Regions from separate parts of the Zea mays genome. Here all the other regions are linked to region 3. Evidence: chromatin contacts called from public Hi-C data. All regions are on one chromosome and are shown on one strand. The core of a region is the stretch at or near the end of the contact, and the rest is flanking DNA. Distances in the headings are between cores, read along the strand shown. Region 1 holds the start of LOC100284062. Region 2 holds the start of LOC100279204 (dicer-like 104). Region 3 holds the start of LOC100193554.

Region 1 (4,412 bases), core at 293-2,792, 180 kb after region 3:
CAACCACGAAACTGCTTAGAGGAAACCGAAGCCCAGCCTTGAAGAAGCTTCGGAAAATCACGACTTCATTTTCCTCGGGAGTAGGACAAGTTTTCTCTCCTTCGTCTGCCCTCACAATAGACAAATCCCGAAAATATCTACCTCGCATATTGGCAAGATGGCTTTGTTTAATGGTTGATTTTCCAAAAACTGCATGGCTTGGCCGCCAGGGTCGATCTTCCGAGTCTCCCCCCCACTTTCGGCATCATAACTATCACTATCACTAGTATCTTCAGATAAACCTTCCAAAATTTCCCTTGTAATCTTTTCTGTATTTGTCTTTGATATTGATTCAAGAAAGCCAAGATTCTTCTCCTCAAGAAGGCTCAGTTTTGTTTCAGCAACAACTTTCTTATCTTTAGACATCTTCGGAAGCACTAAAAACCGCTTTTAAAAGTCGAAGCTTAAAAAACTTACAAACCAAGCAAATCTTGTTGCACAGGAGCTAAAAACTGAGTAAGCAAGAGCAGATGGCAAAGAAAGCGTACCAAATGACATTGCGGTGTGCTCTTATTTATACATCTGGCGCATTGAGAACAGGAGGGCCCCGCTTGACATTGACTGTTGCTATTCTAGCAAGTGGAAGATGTTTTTTCGGACCTTCGGCTTAGGGCCTTCGTCCATATCGCAATCTGAATTTATTATCCTAACAAATTAATATTGCGAGGGACTACTGTTGGGGGCCTTCGGCTTCCGAAGGTCCTCAAAAACGCGATTTGACAATGTTTCTAGAGTATAATACATGGGCAGGTACCTTCGGATACGAACCCTTCGGACAAGTCAAAATTGCTGTATGAAGAAACAAAAGGGAACGAAGGATGGAACAGAGCCGAAGCTGTACGCAAGGGAGCTTCGGCATGATGACACGAAAAAGGAAACCGACTTAAAGAGGAAAAGACTATTCAGACCCCGACAGATAACTATAGAGTTATTATCAAAAGTAAAGGGCCTGGATGTAATTTTACATGGGCTGTGACCCGTGCCTATAAATAGGTGAACAGTACTTCACGCTGACTTGGCATTTGTTTTTGCATCACCCTTGTACTTTTACCTTCTTTCAAGTCAGAGGTGTATTTGTAACCCATCATCATTCTTATTCTTCTATAGCAATAAACTAAAAATGAGTTGATATTAATACGTAACTATTTATGTTATCTTTTATATTCCATGTAATTTCCTTTTCATTATGATATATAATGTTTATGAAGGTATATTCTTCATAACTTTCGTCCGAAAATCATTATATCCTAAGGGAAATAATGCTTTGGAGGACAAAGGACTTTAATATTTAACGTTTTCTGTATTATCTTATTCTTAACTTTTAGCATTTGAGAACAAGTCCCAACAGATAGTAATCCTTATATCAGTATTTGCCTCGAAACAACGCTACGACAATGTTGGACCAGACAATACGCTGCCGGACCAGACAAAAAGTAACAGGGTCCAGCTCTGCTGCAAGCCTTTCGACGGATCCAGTGCAGGCTGTGCAGTACAACTACAGCACCGGACCCGTTCTGGGTTTTACCCCTGCGCCACTGCCTTGTTCTTTCTTGCTCCGCTCCCCACGCGTACGCGCTCTCGTGGCGACGACTGGGTGATCGCCGCCGCCGCCGCCGCCACCACGCACCACCAGGCCTTCACCGGCGACAAACACCACCAACAGGTAAGCCCACGCCTCCTCTTCAGTTCCTGTTATACGAAACGGAGCATCCGAACCCTAACATCTATTTATATTCGGATCTGATCTAATCACAAGTGTGTACATGTGTTATGCCAACTAACTTCGATTACTCTTGCAAATTGTTGGTTGTACGTGTGTACACCTATCTCCTTTTACGGCGTCCGCGCCCTACTTGTTGATTTTAAATTGTGGGTTTGGAACAAGTATGTGGTCCGAATGGTTGCATTGTGATACCTTTAGCTACTTTGATGATTGAAGATGAAACTATGCCGCGAACTCAGTTCTTTGCTAGTATATTTAGAGAAGGGCATACTGTATTTATAGCAGGGTTCATATCTGCGTGTCATAATCAGCTTAATCAGGTCTTTTCTTCTGAATGTACTGCTTCCATGCAAGAAGCTCGGCTTATTTATCTTCTATATAACACAGACACAAGTGCTTCAGTCATTATAGTGCCAGTACCATTCTGCCAGCGAGTTCCTTTGCCACAAAAAGATAACACTCGGATATCTCATGGCAAAACCTGGGATTTTAGGCCGCAGGTATGTTCGATGCTTAGAGTTTATGTATTGCTCTTCTGTATAGCAACAAAAGAATACCTTTTAGGTGATCATTCACACAAATACGTATTCATCTCAATCTTCAGCAGTGCACAGAGATCAAATGAGGGCATGCGAATCATATTCTCAGCAGTTATTGGTGTTATGCTAGGGTACTTGTTTGGCATTTCCTTCCCTACCGTTAATATAACAAAGGTAAAACGGATCATTTCCTTCTCTTGTCTTCTTATGCAACATGCTCTGCATAGAGGAAAAAAATCTTTACGGCTGCCTTTTGCAGCTTCACTTCCCTTCCAGCATTATCTCCTATATCGAGGACAGAAACTCTGGCATCACAACCCAAACATTATTGAATCATGCATGGACGTCTGCAGCTACTCATAAGAAGAACAATTCAGCTTCTAACTCTGATGAAATTCCTAAGGTATCTTGCCTGGCTTAGTGACTTGTATTTTCAGTGGTTACTATGCACAGGCACTAGTTTTGCGAGTTATGTCCTGCTTTTGTTATTTTTTTGTGGTCAATGTCTTCTGGACCTGTAGTTTTACTTGTGTATTTCTTATGCACGGCGTGTGAATATGAAGTTCAAGAATTCACATGAAAGCTTTAATCCTAGGAATTCTGCCTACATTATCCTTGATTTGTTAGTGTGGTTCAATTTATACCCTTTATGAAGTATATGAAATAATGAACTGAAGGGGTGGTTTCTTCTCATAGATGAAAACTATATTTTCATTTCTGTTTATCACAATAATTTCAGATTTATGTTCCAACAAACCCTAAAGGTGCTGAAAGGCTTCCACCGGGCATTGTAGTGTCTGAAACAGACCTTTATCTCCGGAGATTGTGGGGTGAACCTAGTGAGGTTGGTTTCTATTGTTGATGCCTTTTTCAGCACTTGTATCAAATGATGCCCTCAAACAGTGTTTTTTTTATTTTGTTGCTCGATATCTGAAATATAGTAATACCACCAGGATCTTACTACCAAACCAAGATACCTTGTTACATTTACAGTGGGATACTCTCAAAAGGCAAACATTGATGCAGCGGTGAAAAAGGTAAGACATCCTAAATGCTTAAAATATGCGAGGAATGATATATTGTAGTTTTTCAGATTCACATATGTCTTCTCTACAGTTTTCAGATAACTTCACAATTATGTTGTTCCATTATGATGGTCGGACAACTGAGTGGGATGAATTTGAGTGGTCAAAAAGGGCCGTCCATGTGAGTGTCACAAAGCAAACCAAATGGTGAGTTGTTCTTTTGTGTGTTTGCAATGATCAGGCCCCCATTAGAATGCAGGATGCCGCCCGCCCTCCATTCTTGTGTTTTTATGGAAATGAACCGGTTCCTGTCATCCTGTGAATTTCCTAAACAATTCCTATGAATTTTCTGCGTTCCAAAGGGGCCCCTCAGTCTCTATGCATTTGTCCATCAAAGGTTGCAAACTTATTTCTCGTTTACCCAAGGTGGTATGCCAAACGATTTCTACATCCTGACATTGTTGCCCGCTACGACTACATATTTATCTGGGATGAAGATCTTGGTGTCGAACATTTTAATGCAGAGGCGTAAGCAGCAGCATATCCTTATTTGTTTTTTTAATGGTGTTCCCTCAAGAAAGATAATCTCAATTCTCAAAGTATCTTCTTCAGGTACATTAAGCTTGTTAGGAAGCATGGGCTTGAGATCTCTCAGCCTGGTTTGGAGCCCGATAAAGGTTTGACATGGCAAATGACTAAACGAAGAGGTGATCAGGAAGTCCACAAGTGAGCTCCTGAATTAATATTGCTTTACCATTGTTTAGTAGCCACACACAGCTATATTGGTTTCTGGAATGGTATTTTGCTTTTTCACAGAGTAACTGAGGAGAGACCTGGCTGGTGTAGCGACCCTCACCTGCCACCATGTGCAGCGTAGGAGTGCAATCATTTATTAGATTATTTTCTTATCGAAATTTCTGTTTTTCACATGTAATCTGATATGCAGGTTTGTTGAAATTATGGCAACTGTATTCTCAAGGGATGCATGGCGCTGTGTATGGCATATGATTCAGGTGGGGAGTGGTATCTCCTACTGTTCTCTTAACTTCATTTGAAGCCTGTATTCTTACATATTGTTTTCTGCAG
Region 2 (4,580 bases), core at 18-2,517, 200 kb before region 3:
CCTCGCATTGCTGTTACAGAAAATATCAGCACAAACTTGTTTCATTTCAGTTAGAATCATCAGCTTTTGGTAGAAACCACCTGTGTGACGAGTTGAACAGTTGGTGCAAGGAATATGATGAGCTTTCGATCATTGTTTGCTTTGTTGATCTTCCCAAAATGCTTGATGAGCATGACAGCAATCATTGTCTTCCCAGCTCCCGTGTCAAGCATCGCAATTGTGTTGTGCCTCGTAGCAACCTCATAGACATCAAGCTGGTACCTGATCAATTCGACATCACAAAGCACAACCATCATATGATGCTCTGTAGTATGTACCCCTGAATGTATAACAATTCCTAGGACAAATGTACAGAACCTTCTGGGAGAGAAATCCTGGCATTCCCTCTTCTGCCGTTTATACTTGTCTGTTTCGCCTTCTGGAGGCGATGTTTTGCATGGCCTCTTCAAAGTATTCGTGTCTCCTGCCAATGCAACAATGCTTTGTCAAGCGAGATCAACAGAAATCCATCATCAGTACTCCCCAAAACCAAATGCATAAGGTGATAAGGGTTGATAACCCACAAAGTACACAGGGTAAAGGGAGGGTATGTCTCATGATAATGCAACAACGATTTACAAGTGAGATCAACAGAAACACATCACTAGTAGTCCGAAAATCAAAAGCATATACAGGTAAAGGAGGGAATAAAAAAATTACATTACGAATGGCATAGCTAATTTTCCTGCGCTTTAGCTCCCAAACCCTCCCAAAACCATCAACCCAAGGCACGAACCCCCGTAATCCCCGATCCAAGTACCACCATATCCGGAACCGTTGGTCAAAACCTCCAGTTCACCCGCATTAGCGCGATCGAAGCAGTATCAACTGGAATCGAGCATGCATTACAATGGCCCCAGCCTCATCACGCCCTAATCTCCATGGCCCAATCGACGGGACACCAGGGATTACAACAGACACAAAACCCAGAAGAAAAAAAACCGCCTAAAAAAGCTGGTGGGTACCATCGCCGGCAGTGGATGCATCCATCGCGGAATCGGCTGCCACGCGTCGTCTGCTCCGCCTCCGGCAAGGCGGGGCGCCGCCGGCCGAGGGTGGTGGAGGACGGCGGTTGGGCGGTGTTGGCGGCAGGGGAGGTCGAAAGTCGAGCGGGGAAGTCCGAAACGTAGTTGCTAGCGCGGCAGGGAGAGTGGAGGCGGCTTGAGCGGCGAAGAAACCGCCGGGAACACCCAGAGGAGAGGAGAAGGCAGGGGCGAGAGCAAGCTGTCGTTGGCTGACGTAGAGATGACGATCGGGGAATTTATAAATCCCGCGGAACAATTAAACCTACGTATGACGATATTTTCATATACTAGTTAATATTAAAAATAAATAATTATTTTATGAAAAATCAGTTATTATATAAATGTAGTACAAATAATGATTTTTTACATCTAACAATATATATAAATCAGGAAAATTGTTATTAAATGGAAGTATAATATTGTTATTATTATTTAAATAATAATATCAATATTTTGTGAAAATTTAGAGTATCTTGAAGAGTCTTGCAAAATTTCACTCCATAAATTATTATTTAAATAGTAATTTGCATAAAATACTTTTATTTTTATATCTTACTAGTTGAGTGCCTGTGCGTTGCAACGGAAATATATAATACCAGTATAATACGATAACTTATATACAAAATGTGTGTTATATTGTTATGAGAAAATGTTTCATAATCAATTTGTGATCATAGCCATACATAAATTTTGTTATTTTAATCTAATTATTTCACCACTACAATGCAACCATCAGTATCATACAGACTTCGATATATGTCACGATTTGTATGGTCTCAGCATTGGAGAGCACGTTCCACACATGCCGGAAGAAATTTCCTCGTACATCGTTAGTCATCAGACACGCACCACCATACGTTCTTGTTTAAACAAAAAGGTAAGTGTGTATGTTTGCGAAGAGAATTAAAGGCAAGCCGGCACAAAAGCTACCCTGACGATGGCGAGGATGACGAACTGGTCACTGTTGTCGATCCTCCTCTGTGTCACCTCCGGCGCCAAGATGACGCCACAATCCTCGATATAGTAGTCGTCGAACGCGCGCGACATGGCGAGTACCGATGTCTCTTGGTTGGGCTGCCAAATGAAGTGCACCACGGGCTCATCAGCGAGGTAGTACCCCTGGCCGTTGCATCACCGGATGCGCTACTCCACTACATACATCATATTCGAGGACACTCACACAACGTCATTAACGTCCATCGTCCCAGCGCACAAGAATTCATGTCCGGTCAGTAGCGACTTACGTGGCAGGTTGAGCTTCAGGTGGACGATGAGTTGGACGGCGTGATGACGTCGTCGTCGGATGCGGTGTCCAGAACAACCCGAGAGTTGTCGACGTTGGCGACAACCATGAGCCCCCCTGTTTAACGATGGACAGCGCGGTGCAGCTGCTCTAGACCGCGTCCAAGCGGCGGCTTCGCGTGAGCTTGTCGTACACAGCTGCGCATGCGACCACGTAGGACTGCTTTTAAAAGTCGAACTGACAGTCGCCAAACTTCTTCTCGTCATCGATGAGCGACGCCAACATGAGTGCCTCCTGCTCATGGTGTTTGTTCGGGGTTTCAAGTAAGAAACATGGATTCATGTTTGGCGTTGGTTTATGAAAATGACTCACGAGTATGATCCATGGACAAAATATTACGAAGAAAAAATGTCACGCATGCAAAAAAAGAGAATTTAAGTATAATACATTATTCAAACAAAAGAAATTGCATGCAAAGCTCTTCTTTAAATAATATTACCTCCATCCAAAAATATAATTCAAGAATCTCGGTGATACTTATCTACTAGTACGCATTGTGCAAGGGTAGCAAGTGAGCTTGGTGAAGAATGTAGTAGATGTGTTTACTGTCATAGATGTAGACATAAACACACATATGGTGTAGCAGTAGCTACTCTTGGCCTTTGCTTGAGAGGTCACGGGTTCAAATCCCCTTGAGGACATGTGTGTTTTTTGAATTTTAGCTAGGCATGAGCTGTACGGGTGAATGTGAATGAGAATGAGTTTTGCGGGAAGGGGGAATGAGAAAGACAAAATAAAGAATGAGAATGACAGAACATGGGAATGGAAAACGTAGAACAAGAAATGGGAATGGTGGCAGAACGAGAATGGCAGAACAGGAATGGTGGCAGAACACGGAAATGGTAGACTACTCTTGCAGCCTTAATAAGTAGTAAAGATTTGCATTTTAGAATGACATTCACGTTTTTTTATTTAACTAGCGATAAATCCGGTGTAAGGAAAATGACCCCGACCCATTTAGCTCAATAGGTTTTAGTGTTTGATGATCAACATAACCTGTGGACTAATGTATTTCCCAAGTATTTGTGTGTTGTAGTTCACATGATGCGAAGTGGATTGGACTGAGGCTCTGAGGATGCAACACCTCAAAGAAGACATTATAAGACTCATAGAAGACATTACAAATTAATATTGAAGACACTTTATATATGCTACGAGTCCAACACATCAAGAAGTAGAAGTGAGATACAAAGCTACAAAACAAAAGTGAAGTTGATAAAGTTGAGAGGAAGGGCTGACTGAATTGGAAGTGTTTCACAACATCAAATCTATTCAAACTGACATGGCTTCAACTCTGAGATGTAGACATTTTTATAAGCTTTCCAAAAAGTCCAAGATCATCAAAATCAAAGTTCGGAGCTAAACGTTATGCCCACAATACGAAGTCGGAATTGCTGAAAAACTGCAGTAGCATATAGGATGTCCGGTGCACACTGGCCTGCCCGGTGTGCCAAATTTGCTCAAACTGACATGGATTCAACTCTGGGATGTAGAAAATTTCATAAGCTTTCCAAAAAGTACAAGATCATCAAAATCGGAGTTCGGAGCTAAAAGTTATGGCCAAAATACGACAAGCGGACATGGGTTATCTGGTGCACACCGGACCATCCGGTGCGCCATCTTTGGAAGCTCCAACGGCTACTTTTAACGGCTAGTACACGTGGCGTGTCCGTGAGAGCACCTAGAGGGGGGTGAATAGGTGATCCTGTAAAACTTAAAACTTAAGCCACAAAACTTGGTTAAGTGTTAGCACAATAATCACCAAGTGGCTAGAGAGGAGTCTCAACAAAACACAATAACCACAAAGATATCAATCACAGAGATGGCACGGTGGTTATCCCGTGGTTCGGCCAAGACCAACGCTTGCCTACTCCACGTTGTGGCGTCCCAACGGACGAGGATTGCAATCAACCCCTCTCAAGCGGTCCAAAGACCCACTTGAATACCACGGTGTTTTGCTTTGCTTTTCTTAATCCCGTTTGCGAGGAATCTCCACAACTTGAAGCATCTCGCCCTTACACTTGAAGTTCACAAAGAAGCACGGAGCAAGGGAGGGATTAGCAACTCACACAAGACACAAAGATCACAGCAAATACACACACACAAGACCCAGACTTGAGCTCAAAAGACTAGGACACTAGGACGGAGCTCAAATCACTAGAATGTCGAACAAGTGCGCAGGAATGAAGTGTGAGTGATCAAGAGTGCTCAAG
Region 3 (4,394 bases), core at 836-3,335:
ATTAATAATCAGCATCCGGAAACAATTCTTTTTACTCTACTTGAATTGCCCATAAAACAGCAGTTTTTTCCCTGAACCCTATATCTATATGGTATCACTGGTGAAAATGCACATTGAGCGCCCCCCCCCCCCCCCCCCCCCAAACTATGTCAGTTTGTACAGCCAAACCTCAGTGCCTTATTGGGCTCCCTCCCAACTATTTCGATTCTAACTTGTTCAGATAAGCTTTTTATTCGAAGTTCTCTTCAATCTGATTCTGTTCGATCCTGATCCACGTTCACTAAAAGTACCGAATAAACACCTTCAGACTGATATATCTGTGAGATTTATATTGATTTGAGTGGATGAAGATGAGTAGATATGATGTGCAAATTGACTACCATTTCTTTCTGCGATTGTTTCTTTCATCTGTTAATAACATGCAGAGAAAATAAACTGATGAGGCGTTCTGAAATCTTATACTGGAATTCTGCGGGGTCCTCGTTCTTGAACGGAGCAAAATTAAAGGAATTAGGAGGAACATTTTTTTAAGAACTCAATAGTACTCCATGAGATGGGGGGAAGGGACCGGATCTTAGCTGGACTTTCCCAGGATAGATCAGCATGAATGCATGATTGGGAAAGGCATGGCACTGCGAATCCTGCCTGTCATGTTTCTGTATCAGGACCCGCCTGTTCCTAATCCCCAGGACTATCCTGTGCCCCTCCAGTCCGATCCTCCATGTGCACAACACACTCCCATAGTCCCATGGGAAGGAAGGAAAGGGAAAGGGAAAACGGCCCCAATCATTCATTTCGCATACACTTCCATCGCCCAATAATCCATCAGTTACATGATACGTATGAATTATTGGTTCATAACATATATGGTGAGGTGTCCAGTATAATGCAGGAACAGGAATCCTAGCTCACTCAAGCTTCCATGCGTACAGAAACAGGCAGAAATCAGAGTACTCATTGGTGGCGGACGGCAGCGGCTCGGGCTTGAAGATGAACAGCGCGTTCCTCACCCCCGTGCCAAAGATCCAGTCGTGCGCGTCCCAGTACACCTGCACCTTGAGCTGGTTGATGGAGATGCACTCGTTGCCCCTGAACTTCCACTGCAGGTGCCTGACGAGGACGTTGACGTAGCCGTCGATCTTGATGACCATGTCGACGTCGACGCCGCCGCCGCCGAGGTTGCTGCTGCTGCACTCGATGCTGATGTCGTGCAGCTTGCCCCTGTCGTGGAACCTGGCCTTGGTGAGGAACCGCTTCTTGCTAAAGACGTGCTCCTTCTTGCACACCAGTGCGGCGTCCCGCAGCGACGGCCGGGACCCGGTGCGCCGGAACGCCTCCTTCTTGAGGTTGCCGAGGAGGAGGACCACCTCCTCGTCCGACACCACGGCGACGTAGTAGTCGGACAGCGGCTCGGGCTCGTCGGAGTACCTCGCGCTCCTGAGGTCCCAGACCACGTCCACGGCCCTGCCGTCGACGTGGAACTGCTTGGCGCCGTACTTGCGCCAAAAGTGCCACGGCTGCATCTCCACCTTGCAGGCGGTGCTGCAGCCCTTGTTGGAGGACGAGGCCGCGCCACCGTCGGCGTCGCCCCACTCCCTGCCGCCGCCGCTCTTGTCCTTGCCGCCGCCCGCCGACCCTTCGATCGACACGGTCAGCCCGTGGGTGAGCAGGTTCCTGCACCACGTCACCGTCACCAGGCGGTCGTGGCCGGCGATTCCCGCGCGGTAGACCAGCGTCGCCGCGCTCTGCCCGGACCTGGTGGTGGCCGCAGCGGACGCCGGGACGTCCGGAAGCTTCTCGCCCGCCGAGAAACACGAAGGGACCGAGAACAAGTCCTGCATCATGTCGATGTGTTGTGGCTGGCTTTTGGTGGAACACAATGCAATCCTAGCTATCTAGTGTATCTATCTGGTCGATCGATCGACCAAGGGTATATATGATGCACCGGACCGGACCCTGAGAGTGAGATCGACACGACAGGCCGGGTGACTGAAGGAGGAAGAAGAAGATGGCTTTAGGGAGGGATAGGGACGACATGTAATAGGCCATGCAAAGTTATGGAGGTGGGCGAGAGGATGAGGCGAGGCGACCATGGGTTAGCAAACCGAGCTGGAAAGTGGGGAGGCCAAGTAAGTGAGCTGAGCTGTACAGCCCTCGTGGGTCGGAGGGAACAAACAGCCCTCGTCAGCCTCATGGGCGGGGTGTTGTTGGTGTTAAAAAACCGTAGGAACCTTCTCCGCTTGCGTCGCGTCGCGTCGAATAAATGCCCCATCTTTCGGGGACCAACCTTGTTTCCTTGCAGGCTGCAGCTGCCACGGTCCTTGCATAGACCGGTAACACTTAGTACAGGTTAAATTAGAGTCGATACTGATACAAACGTTACTATTACTACTGATTAAGGCCCTGTTTAGAACCTCTAAAATTAATAGTTACCTACTAAAAAAATTAGTCGTTGAGTTCTAAACATCCCCACCTAATATCGTATTTAATTATTAGCTATCTCAACAATTAATTCATTAGCTGACCTAACATATTTAGGGGGTGTTTGGTTAGATGGACTAAAGATTAGTCTCTAGTTTTTAGTCTCATTTAGTCCTTTTTTTTACCAAGCACTAGGACTAAAATATGAACTAAAATGATTTAGTCTCTAGTCTTTCATCTAGGTGCTAAAAGAGACTAAAGGCCCATAATTATCCTGTTGCCCAAACCTATCCCTAGCCTCTCTCGCACAGTTGCACGCAGTCTTCTAGTGTTCCAAGGGCATTTGAGTCTTTGGACAGCTACTATTATGACTTTAGAATATGTTTAGTCACTACAACCAAACAGATAGGGACTAAAGTTTAGTCCTAGGACTAATTGAAACCAAGCAGGGTCTTAATAATTTATTACTTAGCTAACTATTAGCTCTAGGGTTCTAAACAGTACTAAGCCGACTGATATTAATATTTTATTACGACTTATTTCCCTGACGTCACAAACAGATAGAAGGTCCGTTCACAGTGATTTTTAGATAAGGTGCTATCACTTTTTAAGACATTTGTAAGGAAAATGGACCCCGGGCCTTTTGGCTAATTGAGTTTTGGTGTTTGATGAACAACACAATCCGTGAACTAATAAGGTTTCTAGTGTTTGTGTTTGTAGTTCACAGGATGCGAAGAGGATTGGACCAAGGCAATGAGGATGCAACACCTCAAATGAAGACATAAAAAGATGCATAGAAGTCCAAGACTCAAGAACAAAAGAAGCCCATAGAAATCAGCAAAGAAACCTGAGAAGAGGGCTGTCAGCCAGCGCCTGGTGGCGCACCGGACAGTGCACAGTACCTGTCCGGTGTGCACCGGACTGTCCGGTGGGACAACCGGACGGTCTGCGCAGAGAGGCCGCAGGTAGGCGCTCTCAGGCTGTAGCACCGGACTGTCCGGTGTGCACCGGACTGTCCGGTGTGCCAACGGGCAGACGGCAACGGTCGAATCCAACGGTCGGATCCAACGGTCGACTGCTACAGACGCCAACGGTCGGCTGACATAGGCGCACCGGACATCTACTGTTCAGTGTCCGGTGGTGCACCGGACTGTCCGGTGCACCCGACGACAGAAAGCTACTGCTTTCTGTCCAACGGCTAGTTGGGGGTGTGGAGGCTATAAATACCACCCCAACCGGCCATTCTCAAGGGTGAGAGCCCAAGCAACATACCAAGGCATATATTGCACATTTCCAAGAGCTCAAACACCCAAGTGCTTAATAGAATCACTCGGTGATTAGCATAGGTGCTTTGCGAAGTGCTTAGGTTAGTTAGACCGCTTTAGCGCTTGCTCTAGGTAAATCCTAGTTAGTTGAGTGAGTTTAGATAAACCTCACAACCCCTCGGCTCTTGCGCGAGCCGTTGTAATTGTACCGAGTGGGGCGAGAGTCTTGCGAGACCGTGACAACCGTGTTTGTGTCACGGCCGCCACCGTGTACCGGAGGGAACGAGGCCCGCGGCGTTTCGGCCGGAAGCTCGATAGTGGAGACGGCGGGGAGCGTCCGAGAGGAGCCGGAAGCGGAGCACCACTTGCGCGTGGAGAAGGCCCGCGGCTCTCTACGGAGTTACTCGACCGAGGTGCTTGGCCCTCGCGTGGGCTTCCCTTTGCGTAGGGGCACCAACGAGGATTAGTCGGGACCTTGCGCGGTTCCGGATACCTCGGTAAAAATACCGGCGTCATCCACGAGAGTTTGCTTCTCTACTTAGCTCTTTACATTCCGCATTTATATTAAGCATTTAAGTTTCAATCTTGTTGTCATACTTATTTAGTGTAGATTGAAACTTAGCCTTTGCGGTAGAGATAGCAACACTTAGACAAAACCTAGTTTGCACATTCTAGTTTTGATTCTTGCATAGGTTTTGCTCTAGGGAT

The links. A called contact is a pair of places that touch in the nucleus more often than the background predicts.
Region 1: a contact with region 3 is called in a Hi-C map of leaf, with 8 times the contacts expected there. The contact joins the promoter of LOC100284062 here to the promoter of LOC100193554 in region 3. A contact is called at or near these places in 4 of 25 Hi-C or Micro-C datasets (endosperm, leaf and tassel).
Region 2: a Hi-C map of leaf shows a contact between it and region 3, with 7 times the contacts expected there. The contact joins the promoter of LOC100279204 here to the promoter of LOC100193554 in region 3. A contact is called at or near these places in 2 of 25 Hi-C or Micro-C datasets (leaf and tassel).

The regions. Positions count from the first base shown.
Region 1 is chr3:168,711,006-168,715,417 of Zm-B73-REFERENCE-NAM-5.0, reverse strand. It overlaps LOC100284062, which reads left to right and starts at 1,542. Exons shown (of 15, transcript NM_001156960.1): 1 at 1,542-1,702; 2 at 2,150-2,262; 3 at 2,367-2,475; 4 at 2,561-2,704; 5 at 3,041-3,145; 6 at 3,255-3,338; 7 at 3,418-3,533; 8 at 3,753-3,854; 9 at 3,939-4,052; 10 at 4,143-4,199; 11 at 4,273-4,339. The coding sequence starts at 2,234.
Region 2 is chr3:169,086,760-169,091,339 of Zm-B73-REFERENCE-NAM-5.0, reverse strand. It overlaps LOC100279204 (dicer-like 104), which reads right to left and starts at 1,267. Exons shown (of 26, transcript NM_001348296.1): 1 at 1,005-1,267; 2 at 358-463; 3 at 81-261; 4 at 1-10. The coding sequence starts at 1,029.
Region 3 is chr3:168,891,290-168,895,683 of Zm-B73-REFERENCE-NAM-5.0, reverse strand. LOC100193554 reads right to left here and starts at 2,085. Exons shown (of 1, transcript NM_001138665.1): 1 at 766-2,085. The coding sequence starts at 1,844. The coding sequence ends at 909.